Regions from separate parts of the Mus musculus genome. Here region 2 is linked to region 1. Evidence: chromatin contacts called from public Hi-C data. All regions are on one chromosome and are shown on one strand. The core of a region is the stretch at or near the end of the contact, and the rest is flanking DNA. Distances in the headings are between cores, read along the strand shown. Region 1 holds the start of Zfp454 (zinc finger protein 454). Region 2 holds the start of Olfr54 (olfactory receptor 54).

What was found. A called contact is a pair of places that touch in the nucleus more often than the background predicts.
Region 2: a contact with region 1 is called in a Hi-C map of nephron progenitors, with 4 times the contacts expected there. The contact joins the promoter of Olfr54 here to the promoter of Zfp454 in region 1. A contact is called at or near these places in 1 of 39 promoter capture datasets (the SN4741 cell line), 1 of 484 Hi-C or Micro-C datasets (nephron progenitors) and 2 of 9 other capture datasets (adipose tissue and pancreatic islet).

The regions. Positions count from the first base shown.
Region 1 is chr11:50,885,435-50,888,860 of GRCm38.p6, forward strand. Zfp454 (zinc finger protein 454) reads right to left here and starts at 2,067. Exons shown (of 6, transcript NM_172794.3): 1 at 1,932-2,067; 2 at 935-1,064. The coding sequence starts at 967.
Region 2 is chr11:51,025,653-51,029,231 of GRCm38.p6, forward strand. Olfr54 (olfactory receptor 54) reads left to right here and starts at 1,352. Exons shown (of 1, transcript NM_010997.1): 1 at 1,352-2,293. The coding sequence starts at 1,352. The coding sequence ends at 2,293.

The DNA of each region.
Region 1 (3,426 bases), core at 817-3,316:
TCGGTCCTGTCATGTGGTGCCATCGGCTACATATGATGCAGCCTCGAGCCCTTGCAACCTGGAGCTGCCCAATCTTGAACTTTCAGCCTCTAAATAAAGCTCTTTGATTACCAAACTCAAGAAGAGAATGAGCTGTCAGCAAGCTAGAACTGGTTGGTGGTTCTTCCAGCTTCTGACCTCCCATAAATCCCTGTCCCAGATAGTTAAAGACTTAAAAGAAAAGGAATTAGAACAGGTTTTACCTAAAGAGACTGGTACCACTCAGAATGCCTTTTAGATCTGAGCCCTTTGTAGACAGGCTCTCCATGTAGCCCAGGTTAGCCTCAACTTTCAATCTTGCTGCAGTCTGCCAAGTATTATGAATTCAGGTGTAAGCCACCATACCCAGCTTTGTGTGTGTATATGTGCCAGCTTTGTGAGAGTGTGTGTGTGGTGCTGGAGACTGAACTTAGAGCCCTATACATGCCAACCAAGTATTCTACCACAAAACTATCCCCCTAGCCTATAGAAGTAGAGTTCTTCAATTATTTTTGTACTAATCCTATATATTCTTCTTAAACAAAAGTTACACGTTATCTTTAAAAGACATCAATAACTACGTGGCGTCTAGGACACCCCATGTTCACGGGAAACAGTTCAAATTTCTTCTTTAGATCCTATGTCAGTTCCTGCCTTTACCATTTTGGACCACCATCTTACTGGCTAACAGAAGTAGAAAGGTTTTCATTTTATACTAACCTAGAATCCTGCCCAGATGTGCCACTTTCATGCCTTACAGAAAGCTCTAAAGCTCACTAGGAGGAGATGTGTGGTGGGAGGGAGCAGCTGGGGTCTTTGGGGGTGGCTGGAAAGGAAGCTTCTGGTTAGAGCAATGAATGAAGTCAAGGACACAACTGGGGATACAGGGGGACAACACTGGACAGTGATGACTCACCTGGACCAGGGCCGGGAGCTGGCTGACAGCCATTCCTTTTCTCTGGTGAGCTGAGGAGCATTGAGTAGGAAGGAGGCAGGGGAGGAGCTTTACAATTGCTGGGGTTCTCTGGCTAGAAGCATCTGCACTCCTGTAATGAGAGGGCCGGGTCAAAGGTCACAGGGATGCGCCTCACCATTCACATCCTGGCTCACTTTGTTCTTTTGCTCCCAGTGCATACTCCCTCTGAAGGTAGCTGTCCTCACCCAATCTGTAAAGTGACTTCTCCCCATGCCAGCTCTCCTTCGCATCTTTCCTTTAGTCAGATCCTGCATGCCTTCCCGTTTGTGTGGCTTTGGCTTTCCCCTGCAGAAAGCTTGCCCGGCCCAGTCCTCAAACTCTACCCATTCTCTGTCCCTTCCCCTGCAGCTATGCTTTGGCGTCTTAAGACAGCCTTTCCTCCTGGGACAGCTCTATCCCAACTAGAGGGAAGGAGGAGGCAAAGAGGTGACTTTTTCCTGAAAGGGAAGGGGAGTTAAACCGGCCAGATCTCTCTCTCTCTCTCTCTCTCTCTCTCTCTCTCTCTCTCTCTCTCTCTCTCTGTGTGTGTGTGTGTGGGGGGGGGGCTGTTTCGTGTTTCGGATGGGACAGTGTAGGGAGCGGGTTTCCGGGAGAAGAAATCATTCACATAAGTCACCCTCCACAGTTTCGTCAAGTGCAGGGGCTGCAGTGAAGGTGTCCCTTTCTCAAGTTCCTCAGAGAGAACTTGGAGCCACGCCGGGAATATAACCAGCAGCTGTATGCAACTGTATTTGTGAGTTTGCAGCAAGATGAGCTAGAGGTCCTGACCAACCCTTCTCAACGTGCAATCAGGTTCGGATCCCTTAGCTCGACTACAAAACAGTTCTGCTGGTCCCTTCCATGTGTGGAATCAAATCTCAGTACATGCGCTTCAAAGTTAAGGACGTGGGATCCACGCCTTTCAAAACGGACCACAACCCACCCTTAGTCTACGTACCCTCTGTTCTCAACTCCCAGACCTGACCTTCAGTCTCTGGACACTGCAGATCACCGTGGGGCTTCCCTTAGAAGCTTGTCCACTGCAGAGCATAGCCTCGACAGAGTAGTCAGGACACAATGAGCTGGAGCCTGCTGCTTGACGCGGAGCCGCGCCTGCGCGTTTGTCCAGGAGCCGGGAAGCCTAATTCCCACAAATCTCTCTGCTGCAGCGCTTAGATTTTTGGACTCCTTTTCTCAGAGGGAGACCAGGAGCAAAAAGCGATAAAGCGCGCCTGCGCCTAGTCACTTTGTGGCCGAAACTACAATTCCCAGAAGGCTCTGCGGTGCACTAGCCTATCGCTGGGCAGACAAGTGGTCTAGTCTTGTGGAGACCAGCAGTGAAAAAAGGTCCAGGATGCTGTTATCAAGGTTACTAGACTCTAGGATCTGCAAGCAAAGCCAGAGAACATCCAGGAACGTCGTAATAGCGCCTAACGACAGAGAAAGGTCTTGAAAGACAGTCAGTACCAAGCTCTCAAAAATGCTACAGCCTCTGTTGGAGCTGGACTGGAGAGGCATGATAGACCTTGAGTGCAGTGAGGGTTTGGGTAGCAGGATTACCGGAGGGGGGTGCGGGGGGGGGGAAGGACGATGGCCCTGGAAGTCTCTGCAGAGTAAACAAGTGTCTCTGGGAGCACGGGATAGTATATAGAGAAGCTTGGATTTACTTCTGGTGACTGTATTTTGCTGGGGCCTGTGAGTATCGAGTAATGTACCAGAATCTTTCCCTGAAGATGTCTAGTTGCCTTTGGATATGTAGTAAGTATTCATGGAGGAACTTTCTTATTGGGAGAAAAGTGAAACAAATTCAATTAAAAAAATATGATTTGAGATTGACACTTCTGGGATTGCTGGCCACCCTTTAGGATACAATGTCAGTGGCTCTGTCCTGGGCTTTAAAGATGTCATTCTCTCACTTAGGGCACACACATATAGGTTAAGGCATAGAGCAGAGAGTGTTGAAACAGAGTGACTCCTGCACTGCAGTTTTTGTGTGACTAGGGAAGGTGGTCCATCAAACAGAAAATATTCATTAGGAGTGAATGAAAGGACAGGAATGCTGAGTTAGGGGTTTCAGAGTGAGAAGGGGCAGGGTGTTTGGGAGATTTTACTGTCCCAGGAAGAGCTCCCCACAAAGAATTTGGCTTAGGATATTTGATGCTTAGCAAGACCAGCATGTTCACCAGGAACAAGGAAAGAAAAAAGGGCTCAAGATGACATTGTGTGTGACTCTGAGGTTCTGACCCCATGGTAAAAATGTGGATTTATTTTGTGTGTGAAAGGAAAGCAATGGAAGTTCCAAGTGGACAGATGAACTTATCTGTGCAGACTATGGTCAGTTCTGGGCAGGACAGATTCAGGGTGAAAACTAGGGATGGTCGTAGGACAGTGACTTAGCATTTGTTGGCTTGCTTCCTAACAATCAAAACTCATCCAAAACAACAGCAAAATAA
Region 2 (3,579 bases), core at 102-2,601, 140 kb after region 1:
TTTCTTTTCTTTTTTAAGGATGTTATTTATTTTATATATGTGAGTACACTGTTATTGCCTTCAAACACACCAGAAGAGGGCATCAGAACCCATTACAGATGGTTGTGAATCAACATGTGGTTGCTGGGAATTGAACTCTGGACCTCTGGAAGAGCAGTCAGTGCTCTTAACTGCTGAGCCATCTCTCCAGCCTGGTTTAATTTCTTGGATGGACTGCTTAAATACAACCAGATATTTCTACAGCAGCTGCAGTTTTACGTTGCTGGATTTTAGTGTTCAAGGACTTTGTGAACATTCTTTCCTTTGACTACTTTCTTGGGCACCTACTGTGTGCCAGGCATTGTTCCTGGCACTGAGCAGTGCCTGAGACAGATGTGCCTCTGTTCTGGGGAATGCATGGCCTCATGAGGAAAATATTCCATAATTGAATCCATGAAGAAGCAAATTTGATAGAGGTGTAAGCAAGGAGCAGCACAAGGAGGAACACCTGATGAAGCTACACAGACAGGGTCCAGTGAGGTGGCTCAGAAGGTAATTGTGACTGTGAGTCTCTTAATTAGTGATTGATGGTGGAGGGCCTAGCCCATTTAGGTGGGGCATTCCCTGAGCTGGAGGCCATGGGTCTATAAGGAAGCAGGCTGAGCAAGCCAGTAAGCAGTACCCGGTCATGGCTTCTGCATCTGCCATACTTAGGGTTACTATTGCTGTAAGGAAACACCATGACCAAAGCAACTTGGGGAGATAAAGGTTCACTTGGCTTAGACCTCCACATCACTGTTCATTGGAGAAGTCAAACAGGGCAGGAACCTGGAGGCAGGACCCTATGACATGGAAGGGTGCTACTTTCTGGCTTGCTCAGCCTGCTTTCTTATTGAAGCCAGGGCCCCCTAACCCAGGGATGCTATCACCCACAATGCTCCTCATCCCCAATCAAACACTAATTAATAAAATGCGCTGTATACCTGACTACAGCCTGATCTTATGAATGAGTTTTCTCAATTACAGCCCTCTCTTCTCCTTTGACCTCTGCTTGTGTCAAGTTTATGTAAAACTTGCCAACACATTTCAAGCTTGAGCACTCCGGTTCCATCTCTAGAACCAACAGTAGAGGGAGAGAATTGATTCCTTAAAGTTCTCCTGTGATCTTCACACACACGCACGCACACACACACACACACACACACACACACGCACGCACGCACGCGCACACACACACACACACACACACACACACACACACACACACGAGTTCTGGTAGAAAGCTCCTACATATGAGCTATGACCTGAGTCTGACCACATAGTGAGTTCCAGTGTCTGGCCTCTCCCCTCCAGGAGCCTGATCCTCTGGAAGATGTCCAAGGGGAGGGAGAATGAGACTGGAGTCAGCGAGTTTCTCCTGCTTGGCATCACCAATGACCCACAGCAGCAACAAATCCTCTTCTGGGCTTTTCTGTGCATGTACCTGGTCACGGTAGCTGGGAACACACTCATCTTCCTGGCCATCATCTCCGATCCCCGCCTGCACACCCCCATGTACTTCTTCCTGGCCAACCTTTCCTTCGTTGATGTCTGCTTCACCACCAATCTCATCCCCAGGCTCCTGGCTGGCCATGTGGCTGGAACAAGGACCATCTCTTATGTCCACTGCCTAACTCAGACGTACTTCCTGATTTCTTTTGCCAATGTGGACACCTTTCTGCTGGCTGCCATGGCCCTGGACAGATTTGTGGCCATATGCTACCCACTACAGTACCACACCATCATCACCCCCCAGCTCTGTGTGGGGCTGGCAGCCGTTGTGTGGATGTGCTCTGCCCTCATCTCTCTGATGCACACACTCCTCATGAGCAGACTGAGTTTCTGCTCCTCCATCCCGGAGATCTCTCACTTCTACTGTGATGCTTACCTGCTCATGAAGTTGGCCTGTTCAGACACACGAGTCAATCAACTTGTCTTCCTGGGAGCTGTGGTCCTCTTTGTGGCCCCCTGCATTCTCATTGTGGTCTCTTATGTCCGAATCACCATGGTGGTCCTCCAGATCCCCTCTGCAAAGGGCCGGCACAAGACATTTTCCACATGTAGCTCACACTTGTCTGTGGTCACTCTGTTCTATGGCACAGTACTGGGTATCTATATACGACCTCCAGACTCCTTCTCCACCCAGGACACGGTAGCCACCATCATGTATACTGTGGTTACCCCCATGCTGAACCCCTTCATTTACAGCCTGAGGAACAAGGACATGAAGGAGTCAGTGACAAGGCTCCTCAACAGGGGCTCTAAGTCCTCTTAGCATGGTGCATATCAGCTTGGTGACAAGGTGTCTAAGATAGAAAGACATGGGGTCTGACCTTGGATGTCACCTCTACCATCTCCCCCTGCTTAGCCAATCAGACTGTTTTTCAAAAAGAAAGAACATCCAGAAATCAGGATGGAATTTCATTATTATTAGAAGAGACACTTGAACCTCAGCTCTTGAGAAAATTTCATCCTGATTATATTTAGTTAAACAGCAGGAGAGTTCATGAGTATCATTATTTCCATAGTGACAAGTCCAGATAGAAAAAGCAAAGCTAGAAGTGAGGTTCCATCCAGGCCTCTCCTCCCCGGCCCCCAGGATCACACATTGACACCCCCCCCCCATGTTTCCAAAGTGGCTGCCAAGTCCCAGCCATCTCTTAGCATCCCAGGTGAGGAGAGTAAGGGCAGTAAGAGTTTCCCAGGAACTTTCTGGGAAACCTTGCTTACTGTCTTTTGGTCACATGTCAGTGACCCTCAGAGCAGCCTGTGGGAGATGGCTGTTGCTTTGGTCATGACTGCTCTTGTCCAGTCTTTTATTGGTTAGAGTTAGACATGTTGCAGCTCAAGGTGGAGCAGGAATCCTCTCAGAGAAGAAAGAAAGGGTCAGACAACACCCAGGGGCAGGCTGGCCACACACCCAGTCTCGTCTTGTCACGGTGACAAACCTGGAGCCACACACCCAGTCTCGTCTTATGGTGACAAACCTGGAGTCACACACCCAATCTTGTCTTGTCATGGTGACAAGCCTGGAGCCACACACCCAGTCTTGTCTTGTCATGGTAACAAGCCTGGAGTCCCACTGCTTTCCAAAGGACAAACATGTTTTAGAGGTGGAGATATCTAGACTGACTGTGTGTGAAAACACAAGCTACAGATGGGACTCTACACTGTTAAGGCTGAACCCCTTAGTCCTAACACTGAATGAAGCACCTCTAGACGGAGCTAAAAAGTAAAAGAAAAAGGACTTAGGGGTCTTGTGACTGCTTTCCACAGCCATATGACTGCTAGTACCCAAGGAGGTCAAAAGATGGTGTGGAACCCCTGGAACTGGGGTTACAAGTAGGTGTAAGCTGCCTGACTTGGGAACTGGGAACTGATCTGGGATCCCCTGGAAGAGCAGCAAGTGCTCTTAAGAGCTCCTGAAACCAACTTATTTTTAAAGAAATAAATTTCATCTACTGATTTCTTCTCTATAGAGAAAAATATCCTAGTGTTCAAATTTTGCTCATTATACATTGGATATATGCTAATGTCAAATACAGCACCTCGTTCTAAATG